Linked DNA regions of Anas platyrhynchos: region 2 is linked to region 1. The links are chromatin contacts, called in public Hi-C maps. All regions are on one chromosome and are shown on one strand. The core of a region is the stretch at or near the end of the contact, and the rest is flanking DNA. Distances in the headings are between cores, read along the strand shown. Region 1 holds the start of FNBP1L (formin binding protein 1 like). Region 2 overlaps FNBP1L (formin binding protein 1 like).

Region 1 (2,883 bases), core at 280-2,779:
TGAACAGGAAAGGGCCTGATGGTGGCTGATGTCAGACCTCTCTAAGCTGAGATACTGAGTGTTACACTGCTAGGACTTCTATTTTATCTTTAATGAGCTAAAATTAGGTTTGATCTTAAGGTCTTTATATATTGCATAGGAATTCCAGGTTTGTTGGGAACTTAGATGACTGTTCTTTTGTCTTTTAACTAATTTGCAGTTACGTTTGTAGTTTATTGTTGAAATGAGCTATGATCTTCTCACCATGGATGAACAGGTGGCTCCTAGTTGAAGTAAAGGTGAAATGTACCTGTGTGTAAACACACCTGAGATACGTATGATTGCTCTTTTAGGAAGAAGTATGGGTCAGAAGCAAACTAAAAATCAAACTTTATTGAACAAGTAGCTAAGCAAAGAGTTGATCTAAGTTTTTCTTCCTAATCCTCAAAAGCATGTGAATTGAATGAGTGTGTCTGTGTGTGTGTGTGTATATGTGTGTATATATATATATATATAAATATATATAATTATGATTACTTTTCTTATTCATCAGTGCTTCATTACCAGAATCCTCAAAATGTTTTCAGCCTGGTGAATGTTTTCAGTAACATGCAATGTACAAACTGTTTGAATTAACATCTGTTCAATTGAAGTGAGCCCAAGTGTGGAATTTGAGCCCAAATCTGGGGTTTTGTGACCACTGGCTTGCTAAAACATCCTCTCCGTCGGCCACCACAACACGTGGCAGAATTGTTCAGCTTGGGGTTTCCCACAGACCAAATGCATTTCTAGTGTAACGTGACTGGCTCCAACACTTCACTCCAGAAATAACATCGTTGACCTGTGATCTCATCTGCTTATTTTGATAATTCACATTATCTTACTGTAATGGTTTCATATCTAAAAGAATTTGCATTTTGCTCTCCTAAGGAAAAAGATTAAATGTCAGCTAAGCATGATGTGAATGAGCAGTACCTGGAAGGTGACTTTGGAAACGAAAAGAATTATTGGGCTTAAGTCACTTTGTTTTCATGATGGAGACTGAGCACAACAGCAATATTTTCACCACGTCCTTGCTGCAATTTTTGAGTAAAAATGGGAGGAAAACCAAAACTTGATGCTCTGAGGGGAATTCTGACGGCTCTCCAAACCTCTGCTTTCTATCAGCTTTCGAAACGGACATTTTGGTGGAGAAATGGCGAGGATTTAACACCATTTCCTCGCCAGGCGCTGAGGAAATTCCCGGCGGGGCCCGAGAGCCGCTGTGCCCGGGGCCGCTCCCGCCGTGACTCAGCGCCTGCCCGGCCGCCCTGAGGCGCGGCGCCGAGGGCCGGGGTCTCGCTGCGCGGGCTCTGCCCCCGGGCGTCGCCTCAGAGCCGAGTGGGGCGCGGCCGCTCCCCTCCCCCCCACACACACCCCGGTTTCGGCCAGGAGCAGCGCCCGGTACCGGGCGGCGCCTCGGGCCGGGGGGGGCGGCAGGCGCGGCGGGAGGGAGGCTTTGCGCCGGGCCTCCCCCGGGAGCGGCGCCTCGGCCCGGCCCGGCCCCGGCCGAGCCCGCCCCTCTCCCAGTCTCCTCCGCGGCTCCCCCTCCCCGAGCCGGGCGGGGCCGCAGCTCGCAGCGCCGCCGCTCCTTGTGCCGCCTCTCCCCGCTGACCGAGGGCACCGCCGGGACCCTCTCCGGCCGCCCCCCCCCGTCCCCGCCGCCGCCTCAGCCGCAGCCGGCGCTGCCCGCGGAGCCGCCATGAGCTGGGGCACGGAGCTGTGGGTGAGTGTCGGCCCGGCCGCTCCGTGTGTCGGCACCCGCCGCCTCCCCCCCCCCCCGCCCGGCCGCTTTGTTCGGCGCTGGGGAAGGGCGGCGGCACCGGCGGAGGGACGGGGGGGCTCGGGGCGGTGTGAGGGGGAAGCGGGGCGCCGAGGCGGGGCTGAGGGGCGGGCGCTCGGCGGGCAGCGGGGCCGGGGGGCGGCCGTGGCGGGGTGCGGGGGGGTCCCGGTGGCGGCCCGGGGTCGCGGCGGGCCCGGCTTTGTCTGCGGCGCCGCCCCCGGGGGGCTTCTCCGGAGGGAACCTTCCAGAGCGGGGGCGGCCGGCGGGGGGAGCGGCAGGGAGCGCTGAGGGGGCTCGGCGGGCCCCCTGCGGACCGGGGCGCGAGGCGCGCACACGCCCTGAGGAAAATATTCCCCCAAATATTCCCCAGGATGTTCCTCCAAATATTCCCCCAAAACCGGGTGCAGCGGCCGCGGCTCGGCCGTGCCGCCCCTCGCGGCTCCGGCAGCCCCTTTGTCCCGCACGGCTGCGGCAGCGCTGGGCGCCGGGAGCGGCGCTGCCTGGCGGGGGGGATTTAGGGCGGGTCGGGATTTGGGGGGCTGCAGCAGCCCCGCGTCCCCCGTGTCGTGTGGGGAAGCGGGTCGTTAAGGCTGGCAGAGGTCTCCGTGATCGCCTGGTGCGGCCGCCCCTACCCGGGAGAGGTTTTGGGGCGGCGCTGGGGAGAGTCGGGGGGTGCCTTGGAGGAGAACGCTGAATTTTCGTCTGTGTGTACTTAAATTCCTATCGCTTCAGAAACCAGGCTTTCAGTTTGCTCGTCTCTGTTCCTTTGGGCAGCCTCTGAATTTTGTTTTCTTTGTTCGGCTTGTGAATGATAGCTCAGGTTTTGTGTTCTGTCTGGTGCTCAGCATTGTGAGGAAACACGTCAGAAATACATACAAAAATATGGATTTCAACTTCAGGCTTCATTTCAAGAAAAGGCAAATTTATTTACGGCATCATCAAACTGCCTGAATTTTATCTAGACCTACTACATTTTTTTTCCTAAGTCACTAATTCCATTGTGCTGGTTTAAAGAAATAAACCCAGATGTTTAAAATAAAAGTTCTATGCTACTGCTTTTATTTCAGCAAAATTCAATATGC
Region 2 (2,700 bases), core at 151-2,650, 36 kb after region 1:
TGTTTTGTTGTGTGTTTTGTTTTTGTTTTTACTCTCCCTTTTCTATAAGCATAATTTTTTTGTATGATTATCATCAGTATTTGCACAACATCTTTTGTATAAAATGATGTATAAAATATGTTTTCCTATTACATGCAAAATCAAAGGTACAGTAAAATGTAAGAGTGCAGAGAGAGTATGCTTCATTATTCTCAAGATGATGCTGAGTCAGTTATTTTCTTCTTTTTCACTTCTATGTTTTTGGATATGTATTTAAGCAGTGTGGCTAAAATGACCGTTGCTTTCTCTATATGTAACTAGATGTAAGTTGTCAGTATAAATTAAGGGTTGCATTCTTTCTATTTCAATTATAAGGGCATAAATTTCAATGATGATTTTGATTAGTGTTTTTACATAGTTGGTGGTAAGGTAAATTATAATAATGCTATAATGCTATCATATAATAATGCTAAATATCATTGAAAAACACAAGACAATTTTGAATTGATAACACTTTCCTACTAGGCTAAGCAACAGTTAAACCTGCGCACACACATGGCTGATGAAAACAAAAATGAATATGCTGCACAACTACAGAATTTTAATGGGGAACAACACAAACATTACTACATTGTCATTCCTCAGATTTATAAGGTAAAAAGTAAGAAAGTATGACTGGTGTTCTTTAAAGGGGGAATTAGCTTTTATATGTCTCTCTCTCTCTCTTTTTTTTTTTAGTGTTATAGTAGATCATTTTATGAGGAAATTAACATAATCTGATACAGTCTGCATTTTATCACAAGACTTGTTGCTTTCAGTAATTATGCTTAGACTTGCAATGGAAATACTCTTGAGTTTTTTTTATTAAAGTTTTATATTTTAGAGATGTGAAGTATTACTGAAAGGTACAGTAAAATAAAAATTTGCAACAGGAAAGCAAATGTTTAAAACAATCATTTTAGTAGGGTTTGATAACTAGTTCTCTCTTTCTTTTTTTTTTTTTTTAATGCATTGATCTCAGTAGAGTTGTAGAAAAGGACTGGAAAAGGACTATTTCTAGGTGCTTTGTATAACTATTAAATTTTGTTTGATGCTTTCAAAAATAGAGGCTTTCCAACATTAGTTTAAAGTAAAATAGTTGGGGGCCATCAGCTGAGGGAGCATTCAGACACCTAGTGGTCTGTATGTTCAGCCATGTGGCTGTAAAAACTGATTCTGAGACGTGGAATTAGGAAATGAAAGTGAAAACGCTGACTTCATTTGAAGATGTATCAATTTAAGAATGCTTCATATTTTCTCAGCTGATTAAAGAATTTGTTACTATTTTAAGTGGTAAGCAGCACTTCAGCAGATCTGTTATTACCAAACTGAGGGAGTTATTGCAGTCAAGTCCTGGGAGAAACAGCTTGGTTGACCTTGTATCTTGGATAAGAGTTTTTGTTTATTGCCATATTTCTAGGGTTAAAGTCCATTATCATTGTGAGATGTATGTTTTCTGAAATCTCCAGTAAAAACATGAAGTCCTAGTCCTATTTTTTCTTGGGACTACATTTTTTTTATTACTTCCTTGAGAGTGTTGGCTATACATTATACAAGGTATTAATTGGAGAGGATAAAAGTAAAAGCAAAGTTAAAGAAGATGAGATTTCAGGTGGATATACCTATCACCAGAGAAATTATTTTGAAGTGGAAGGAGAGAGTGAGGAGATGTAGAAACTAGTAGAATTTTTTCATTATAGTTTCCATTTTTGCATGAAACAAATATTTTTAACAAGTAGGTGGTTGTAGGCATTATACACAGGCTTTAAAAAAGAATAAAGAGTCCAGTCCTTCACACCATTTAACAAATGAGTATTGACTCATTGTAATCGCTGTTCTGTGCATCTTAAGCCTATGTCTGAAATGACTTATTTTTTTTAAACTTAATTAGCTTCTGTTTTGTAAGGGAAATAAAAAACACTGGGAAAGCACAGAAATTCTGTACTACACTGTGGTGACCACAGTAACTGCATACATCAGGATCAGGAAAAAATCCATAAATAAAAACTTCAATAAAATAATCCTTCTTTGTGCTTGCAGCAACTTCAAGAAATGGATGAAAGAAGGACCATCAAACTCAGTGAATGTTACAGGGGCTTTGCTGACTCTGAGCGCAAGGTTATTCCGATAATCTCTAAATGCTTAGAAGGGATGATCCTTGCAGCAAAATCAGTTGATGAACATAGGGTAAGTAGAATTGAGCTTCTTATTAAATGCACATGAGTAAAGGAACTGATACAGATGCTGTGGAGAGTGACATCACTGTTTAGTCTAAATGGTAGCTTCAACCATTGCTGGTGTCTGTTTTCTTCATGTTTTATTTCTTTCCTTTGATCTGAAGATCTTTAACCATGTTGTGTATGATTTTGGACACATAGCATTGGGTATCATGAAACATCCCAGAATACCAGCATGGTTGGTATCTTCTCCGGTATGCATGAAATCGTACAAAAGAGTGTTCAGTTAACACCCTGTTAGATCTTACTGTATCTAGTTTCTGAGTGTTACCTTAATTTCAGTGCTAATGTTGAAGGATTAGACGGTGGAGTAGTAGCTCGGGCCTAAACCATGTTCTGTTTTAAATCTGTGAGAACCAGAGGGGACTATTTGCTGGGTTCTGAATAGCAGGGTTTACTTTGATTTGCACTGTTGGTAACACTACCGAGAAAAAAGAATATATGC

The links. A called contact is a pair of places that touch in the nucleus more often than the background predicts.
Region 2: a Hi-C map of liver shows a contact between it and region 1, with 3 times the contacts expected there. The contact joins the enhancer-like site here to the promoter of FNBP1L in region 1. A contact is called at or near these places in 2 of 8 Hi-C or Micro-C datasets (liver and subcutaneous adipose tissue).

Annotation. Positions count from the first base shown.
Region 1 is chr8:8,520,415-8,523,297 of IASCAAS_PekinDuck_T2T, forward strand. FNBP1L (formin binding protein 1 like) reads left to right here and starts at 1,530. Exons shown (of 17, transcript XM_027462625.3): 1 at 1,530-1,744. The coding sequence starts at 1,721.
Region 2 is chr8:8,556,526-8,559,225 of IASCAAS_PekinDuck_T2T, forward strand. It overlaps FNBP1L (formin binding protein 1 like), which reads left to right. Exons shown (of 17, transcript XM_027462625.3): 7 at 505-633; 8 at 2,059-2,205. Among named protein-coding and RNA genes, the nearest start is that of FNBP1L, 36 kb to the left of the region's middle. Within about 2 kb of position 1,401, at least 1 of the 8 cell types and tissues checked has an H3K27ac peak or open chromatin away from gene starts, as enhancers often do.